2 separate regions of the Mus musculus genome follow, and region 1 is linked to region 2. A link is a contact called in public Hi-C data. All regions are on one chromosome and are shown on one strand. Each heading gives the region's core, a stretch centred on a gene start, on an enhancer-like site or on the middle of the called end of the contact. The rest is flanking DNA. Distances are from core to core; before and after follow the strand shown. Region 1 has its middle 22 kb from the start of 1700028E10Rik. Region 2 has its middle 34 kb from the start of Kl.

Region 1 (2,954 bases), core at 181-2,680, 430 kb after region 2:
TGTGGAGGGGGGAATTTTTTCTTACTTCAGAGAAGCCAAAGAATGCAAACCTGTCAGGAGAGGCAGGAGAATAAGAAGAGCAGCCAGAAGTCTGAGCAAGGTATACATTCTTGTAGACATTTAAGCTGAACCTTGCCAGCGAGGATCAGTGAGCCAGAGAGAAGATGGGAAATGCCAGGTCAGAGGTGCAAAACTGATGCAAATAGGAAGAGGTTTAGTAAATAGTGTTGTGGTCCAACAATGTCCCACAAAGTGCACAAACACTGACCTCAGTCACACAGGGATTGTTTATTGAATGCACACCCTAAGTCTGACTGATCAGGGCCACAGATCAGAATTTGGGGGCTCAGCTAGGACCCTGAACATTTCTCAGGGCCGGCTTATAAAGGCTAAAACAGCAAAACCCATGGTGAGCCCATATGCAGGTGCAGGAAGTGCTGCCTGGTGGTTAGCACTGACTCAAGCCATTTTAGGCATAACAGTTCATATTGTCCTATGTAAAGCTTTGTGGCATTTCTTACGATTAACAAACCTCATAACAGGATATGTAATCAGCATGACCTTGCACTGAATCAAGTTATTTTTCTGTGTCAATAACTGGTCCACATATTACAACAACAGTATGAAATAGCTGGCAGGCATGGAACAAAATGACTACAGCTATCAGAGGTGGGGGCGAAGGGGCAGGCCTCAAAAATACCTAAGGATCCAAACACAGTGTGGTGTGGCTGAACCACTAAGTCAAGTCAGAGTCAATTTGATTTTCCACCAAAGGCAACACAATGACATGGAGGGACTTTTCCATAGAACAGACCTGGGATCAGATTTAGTCTCCTTATAACCAGACTGACTTCAAAATTACTGTGGACTACTAAGCGTTCTTTCTCCTTTTTCCAGGCATTAGGGTGACATGTGCAGGCCATGTGGTGGAAAACTACTTTAAGGAGCTGCAATTTCAAGGTGGCGGGGGTGGGGGTTTGGGGGTGGGGTGGGGTTGGGGGCTCAGGCCAAGGTGGTGTCAGGCAGGATACCAAAGGATGGAATTAACAGGAGATAAGGTTTTAAAAATGAGCATGAGATGGATTTGGTGACAGAAAACGCACATTTAAGGGTTAGGGCACCCCTGTCCCCCCGCCCCCCCCCCCCCAGTTTGGAGGCTGAACGATGAGTTGACCAAAGGCTGAACCAGGAGAAGACTGGATGAGCTGAGGTCATCACACGGTGTTCTTAGAGATTTGAGCATAGCCAGATGGAAGCTCAGGACTCAGGTGCATGCATGCAGATGCAGGTTCTTGATGGCAGTCGGCACTCTCCCTGTCTTCGATGCCCAGAACACGGCTCCCCATTTCACCTGGTCCTACCCACTCTATCCTCATGAGTAAGTGAACAGAACATTAGTCCAAAGCTACTCATGAGTCACGGTCCTGACTCTGTGCCAGGGCCGCTCTTCCAAGTCAAGGACACGGGGCCAGGCCAAAGTGGCATTGTCACACGCTCAGCCAGAAACCTCTTGGCTTTGGCTTCTGTGACTCAAAAAGTTCACAGGCCAAGAAGGCTAGGGAGATGGCTCAGTAGATAAAGTGCTTCCTGGTTGATTGTAAGCACCTGAGTTTAGGTCCCTAGGCGTGGCAACAGGTATCTGTAGTCTCACTGCTGGGAGGCAGAAATGGAAAGATCTCTCGGGGTTGCAACTACCAGCCTAGCTCCAGGCTCACAGAGAGACTGCCTCAAGAAGTATAGAGAAGATCTGTAACTAAGTGCTTGTATTCTAATGCTAATGGGGTCCCCAAAATAAGTTTGCATGAGAAGGTCTGCATGTAGCTGTGGGAACCTGCCCCCAATTAATTCTGATTAGTAAATAAAGATGACAGCCAATAGCTAGGGAGAAGAGAAAGCTAGGTTTTAGGTTTCCCCAGCTTGGGACCACAATGAGGAGAAGGAAGGGAGAGATGCCAAGCCTAGGATGTGGACAAGAGAGAGGAGCAGAGCTGCCATGTAAGGGGGCCAGAGGACCAGTCCAAAGGGCTGCTCAACTGGGTCAAGATCAGCCAAGATAGAACATAGAAATTTATAAGTAGTAACTCAGAATTATCAATGGGAGGTAGATTCTAATAACAGGGAGGTTAGGTAATTGCCAAGCTATTGTGCTGCTTAAGGCATATTACATGTAAAGGCTGTGTGTGTGTGTGTGTGTGTGTGTGTGTGTGAGAGAGAGAGAGAGAGAGAGAGAGATTTGGAAACATAAACCATTGAGATAGGAAGCAACCCCATGCCAGGATTTATTTATTAAAATATTTATTAAAATTATTTCAACAGAGATCAACTCAGAAAGATACCCTATATCGATCTGTAGCCTCTATGTACACAAACACCTATACACACACACACACACACACACACACACACACACACAAAGCACAAACCTTGGACTCTCTTTTGTTTCTGTCAACATGGTCTGGACTGTCTGTTAGCCATTTTACAGCCTATAACAGCCCATGTAATGCACTTCATAGAGACTTGAACATGACTTGTCTGATGTCCTACCTTCAGGACTCACCCATTGGTGAGCAGAAGATGTCTTTGTCCCTTCTAGAAAAGTGGGCCCTGTGCCAGGCACACACGGTGCAGGATATCTCTAAGCTGTCATCTGTTGTTTGGCAGAAGTGTTTAAGCTCAGTTTTAGTCCTGATCTACTCTGTATCTCATTTATCCTTCTAGCTATTCATCAGCTACCACCCTTCAATGACACAAAGAGTGTTGAAAACTAGAAGTAGATATTCTTCACTCTAGACATGATCTACTGAAAGTATATCAAACTCTGAATATCAATAGACCTGGGAAGAGTGCTCCCCAGTGATCTGTGTAATTAAGTCTTGGCCTCCAGGATGTGGTGCCCTGGAAGTTGCTGGACACTTTGAAATGTAGGGCTTCATTGGGGGAACTTAGAGTCATTT
Region 2 (3,219 bases), core at 25-2,524:
ACAGTTTACTGCCACCCAGTGCAACTAAAAGCTGCTCAGAGACCCAATGAACAGAGCAGGGATTAAAGAGGCAAAAGATTGGTACAAGGTGGCATCTTTGAAGCCCTCATAGTCAAACAGGGCACAGAGAGAATCAGACCAGCAATCGATCAGTGAGCTTAAACAAATGGCTGGTCCGGTCACTCAGCCTCTTTTTCCCTCACTACTGTTAGCATTCTGTCTAAGTTCTGCCCCACAGTTACCTGGCAACAGCCAGGTAGGCCTGACCCACTATAAAAGGGGCTGCTTGCCCCCTCCTCACTCTCTTGCTCTTCCTTTCTTGCTCCTGCTTTGTCTCCTTGCCCCTTTCCCCCTCTCTTCCCATTCCCTTCTCCATCTCTCTCCACTCATGCTCATGGCTGGCCTCCACTTCTCTCTCTCTCTCTCTCTTTTTCTGCCTCTACTACCCTCTTAACTCCCCTCTCCATGCCCTGAATATACTCTATTCAGTGGTGTCGTTGGTCCCTCACAGGGAAGGGATGTCTTGGCATGGGCCCACTGAGGCATCCCCTTCCCCCACACCTCACCAAACCCCATAGAACATAGCCTTCTCTCTTTATCTTTTTATAACACAATAACTACTCCCCAATGCAAGCAAGATACAGAGACAACTCATCACAAAGTCCAAAGGTGGCATCTGGGAACCCTGATGCACCTCTGAAGAGGAGGTCAGAGAGTTCACAGGTAAAAGACGAGGTTGGAAATACTTTTAAAGAATACAAGTTCACGGACCAGTGAGCCGCGGTTATGCATTTAGGAGCCGTCGCCTTTTGCGAGTGACAACTCACTGTCCACGTACTTGGGCAGGAGAGATAGAAGTTAATAAATGAACACGAAGGGACCCAGAAAAGAGCATTGCTGATAGAACACAGCAGAGCTGGGTGGATGCCAAACAGCCATGGGCACACCGCAGCGAAAGGAGGAACAACAGAAGCGCTTTCCAACAAATAACCAACAAATTTGGTGCGGAGGGCAGAGAGACGACTGCTGAAGGGAGCTGATCGTTGTGCTGGGCCAGGAGGATTAAGATGAGTTTGCTGCTTATATCCAGACACTGTGCCATGTGCTCCCAGCTCGAGGGGGCTGAAGCCAGAACGCTGAGCAAGCCCAGCATGACATGTGCACAGACGTGGTCCCTCTCCCTCTGCAAGAGAAGCCCCAATGCCTTCCTGGTTCCAAATCGCCTGAAATTGAGGTGTATGAAACTGGGTACTGGCTGGTAAATTTACCTTAGTAAGGCACGCTCTGAACTCCACTGCCGGTCAAAGGTGGATTAATTCAGATGACCTGGAGGGAAAGTTCACACGAATCACCTCTCTCTCTCTCTCTCTCTCTCTCTCTCTCTCTCTCTCTCGCTCTCGCTCTCGCTCTCTCGCTCTCTCTTGCTTTCTCTCTCTTGCTCTGTCTCTGTCTCTCTCTCTCTCTCTCGCTCTCTCGTTCTCTCGCTCTCTCGCTCTCTCGCTCTCTCGCTCTCTCGCTCTCTCGCTCTCTCGCTCTCTCGCTCTCGCTCTCGTTCTCATCTCATCCCATGGCAGATGGGCGCACTCTGTTGTGGCTACAAAACTCAGGAACGCCCAGGCTTGCTAATTCAGGTATCAGGTGGGATGAAGCCAAGGGCCTCATTTGTTCTGTTTTCATGGCACAAGGGTTTGCTCATAGAAATAAAAAGGTGTATACAAACATCTGTGCTCATCTGTTCATATTAATAAAGTGAATGCTAGATGGGAGATCAGCACCTTCACTAGAATGGTAATTAGTTAAAACACAGCTATTGAACTGGAATTTGTTTGATTTATTCATCTTATATTCAAGCTATTTGTGTAGAAGGAAGGTCTTTAGAATGGATGGCAGATAGATTTTTATTATGAGACCGCATAATATGCATTTTTAAAGATAATACAGGTCTTCAGCCTGTACGGCACATGTCATAGCTAATAAGCTGGGGTTGGGGAAAATTGAAGTCAATGAAAGAATTATGTAACATTAAGGCTGCTGGCAGGGAACGCACTGCCACGGCCGTGGGAAGAGATGGTGGACAGAACAAAGGTAGAAGGAGCTTGGGAGGTGCGCATCTATTAGAAAGGTTAGGCTTAAGTAAACATCGGTGTGTGGGGAGAAAATAGCGGCAGCAATCTAAGTGGAGCCATTACAGCCCCGCTAAAAGCGAGTGAGCACGGAGAGGCGACCAGCAATCAATATGGCCAGAGGCCTTGTCTTGCCCAATTCGTTCTGAGATTTCACATTGGATCCATCCTCATTAGCACGCGGTGGAGCGCTGTCTGCCTGCCTGCGAGGTTTCTTATAGCCTCAGAGAAGCAGAAGAAAGCTGTCAGGGCCCCAGGGGAGCTTGTGGGCTGGTGCCCGCTGTATGTGTGAGCTTTCCAGAGAACCCACAACTGCTCCTTCTGCCATTAAAATCTAGCTAAGGGAGCGCAGACTCAGGTAAGAGGTGCGATTTAGGGTTGGAGAGATGGCTCAGTGGTTAAGAGCACTGACTGCTCTTTCAAAGGTCCTGAGTTCAAATCCCAGCAACCACATGGTGGCTCACAACCATCCGTAATGAGATCTGACGCCTTCCACTGGTGTGTCTAAAAAAACAGCTATAGAGTAACTACATATAATAAATAAATCTTAAAAAATAAAATAAAAAGGTGTGATTTAGATGTCAAATTAGAGTCTTGCGTGATGGATTTGGAAGGAAGACAGGGAGTTGTGGGTGACATAGCAAAACACCAGGTCCAAATGCAAACTCACAGACACAGAAGGATGCTGCGAAGAGACAGATTTGGCCACAGAGTAAGGCCTGGATGAAGGGAAGATGGTGCTAAGATATGTTGGCCAAAGTCCCAGATAGAAGGCAGGGGAGGCCTGAGTGTTGACAGTGAGGTTTGGAAGTAAGGCACAAATGGAGGAATCCCCAGAACTCCTTGGCCGGTTGGATGTGGAGGGCAGAGCCTCACGCCTGGGGGGGCAGCCGGCAGTAAGGTCTTAGCAGGAAGAGATGCAAACTCTGCAGAGACAGCTATGAGCTTGATCTATGGTTAGTTAGTTCAGTTAGTCTTAGGTCCAAAAAACATACACTATTTTCCCCTCTATGCAGGACAACAGAAGTCCTTTGACCTCTGATCTCCAGGTAATGAGAAGTGGGTGTGGGGGAGGCTTCAGGGAATGGAAGGGGGT

The links. A called contact is a pair of places that touch in the nucleus more often than the background predicts.
Region 1: a contact with region 2 is called in a Hi-C map of liver, with 2.4 times the contacts expected there. The contact joins two enhancer-like sites. A contact is called at or near these places in 2 of 39 promoter capture datasets (3T3-L1-derived adipocytes and liver) and 1 of 484 Hi-C or Micro-C datasets (liver).

The regions. Positions count from the first base shown.
Region 1 is chr5:151,345,386-151,348,339 of GRCm38.p6, forward strand. It overlaps a transcript of Stard13 not described here. Among named protein-coding and RNA genes, the nearest start is that of 1700028E10Rik, 22 kb to the right of the region's middle. Within about 2 kb of position 1,431, at least 40 of the 459 cell types and tissues checked have an H3K27ac peak or open chromatin away from gene starts, as enhancers often do. A contact at or near this core is called in liver, where this site is marked.
Region 2 is chr5:150,916,542-150,919,760 of GRCm38.p6, forward strand. No RefSeq gene overlaps it. Among named protein-coding and RNA genes, the nearest start is that of Kl, 34 kb to the right of the region's middle. Within about 2 kb of position 1,275, at least 13 of the 459 cell types and tissues checked have an H3K27ac peak or open chromatin away from gene starts, as enhancers often do. A contact at or near this core is called in liver, where this site is marked.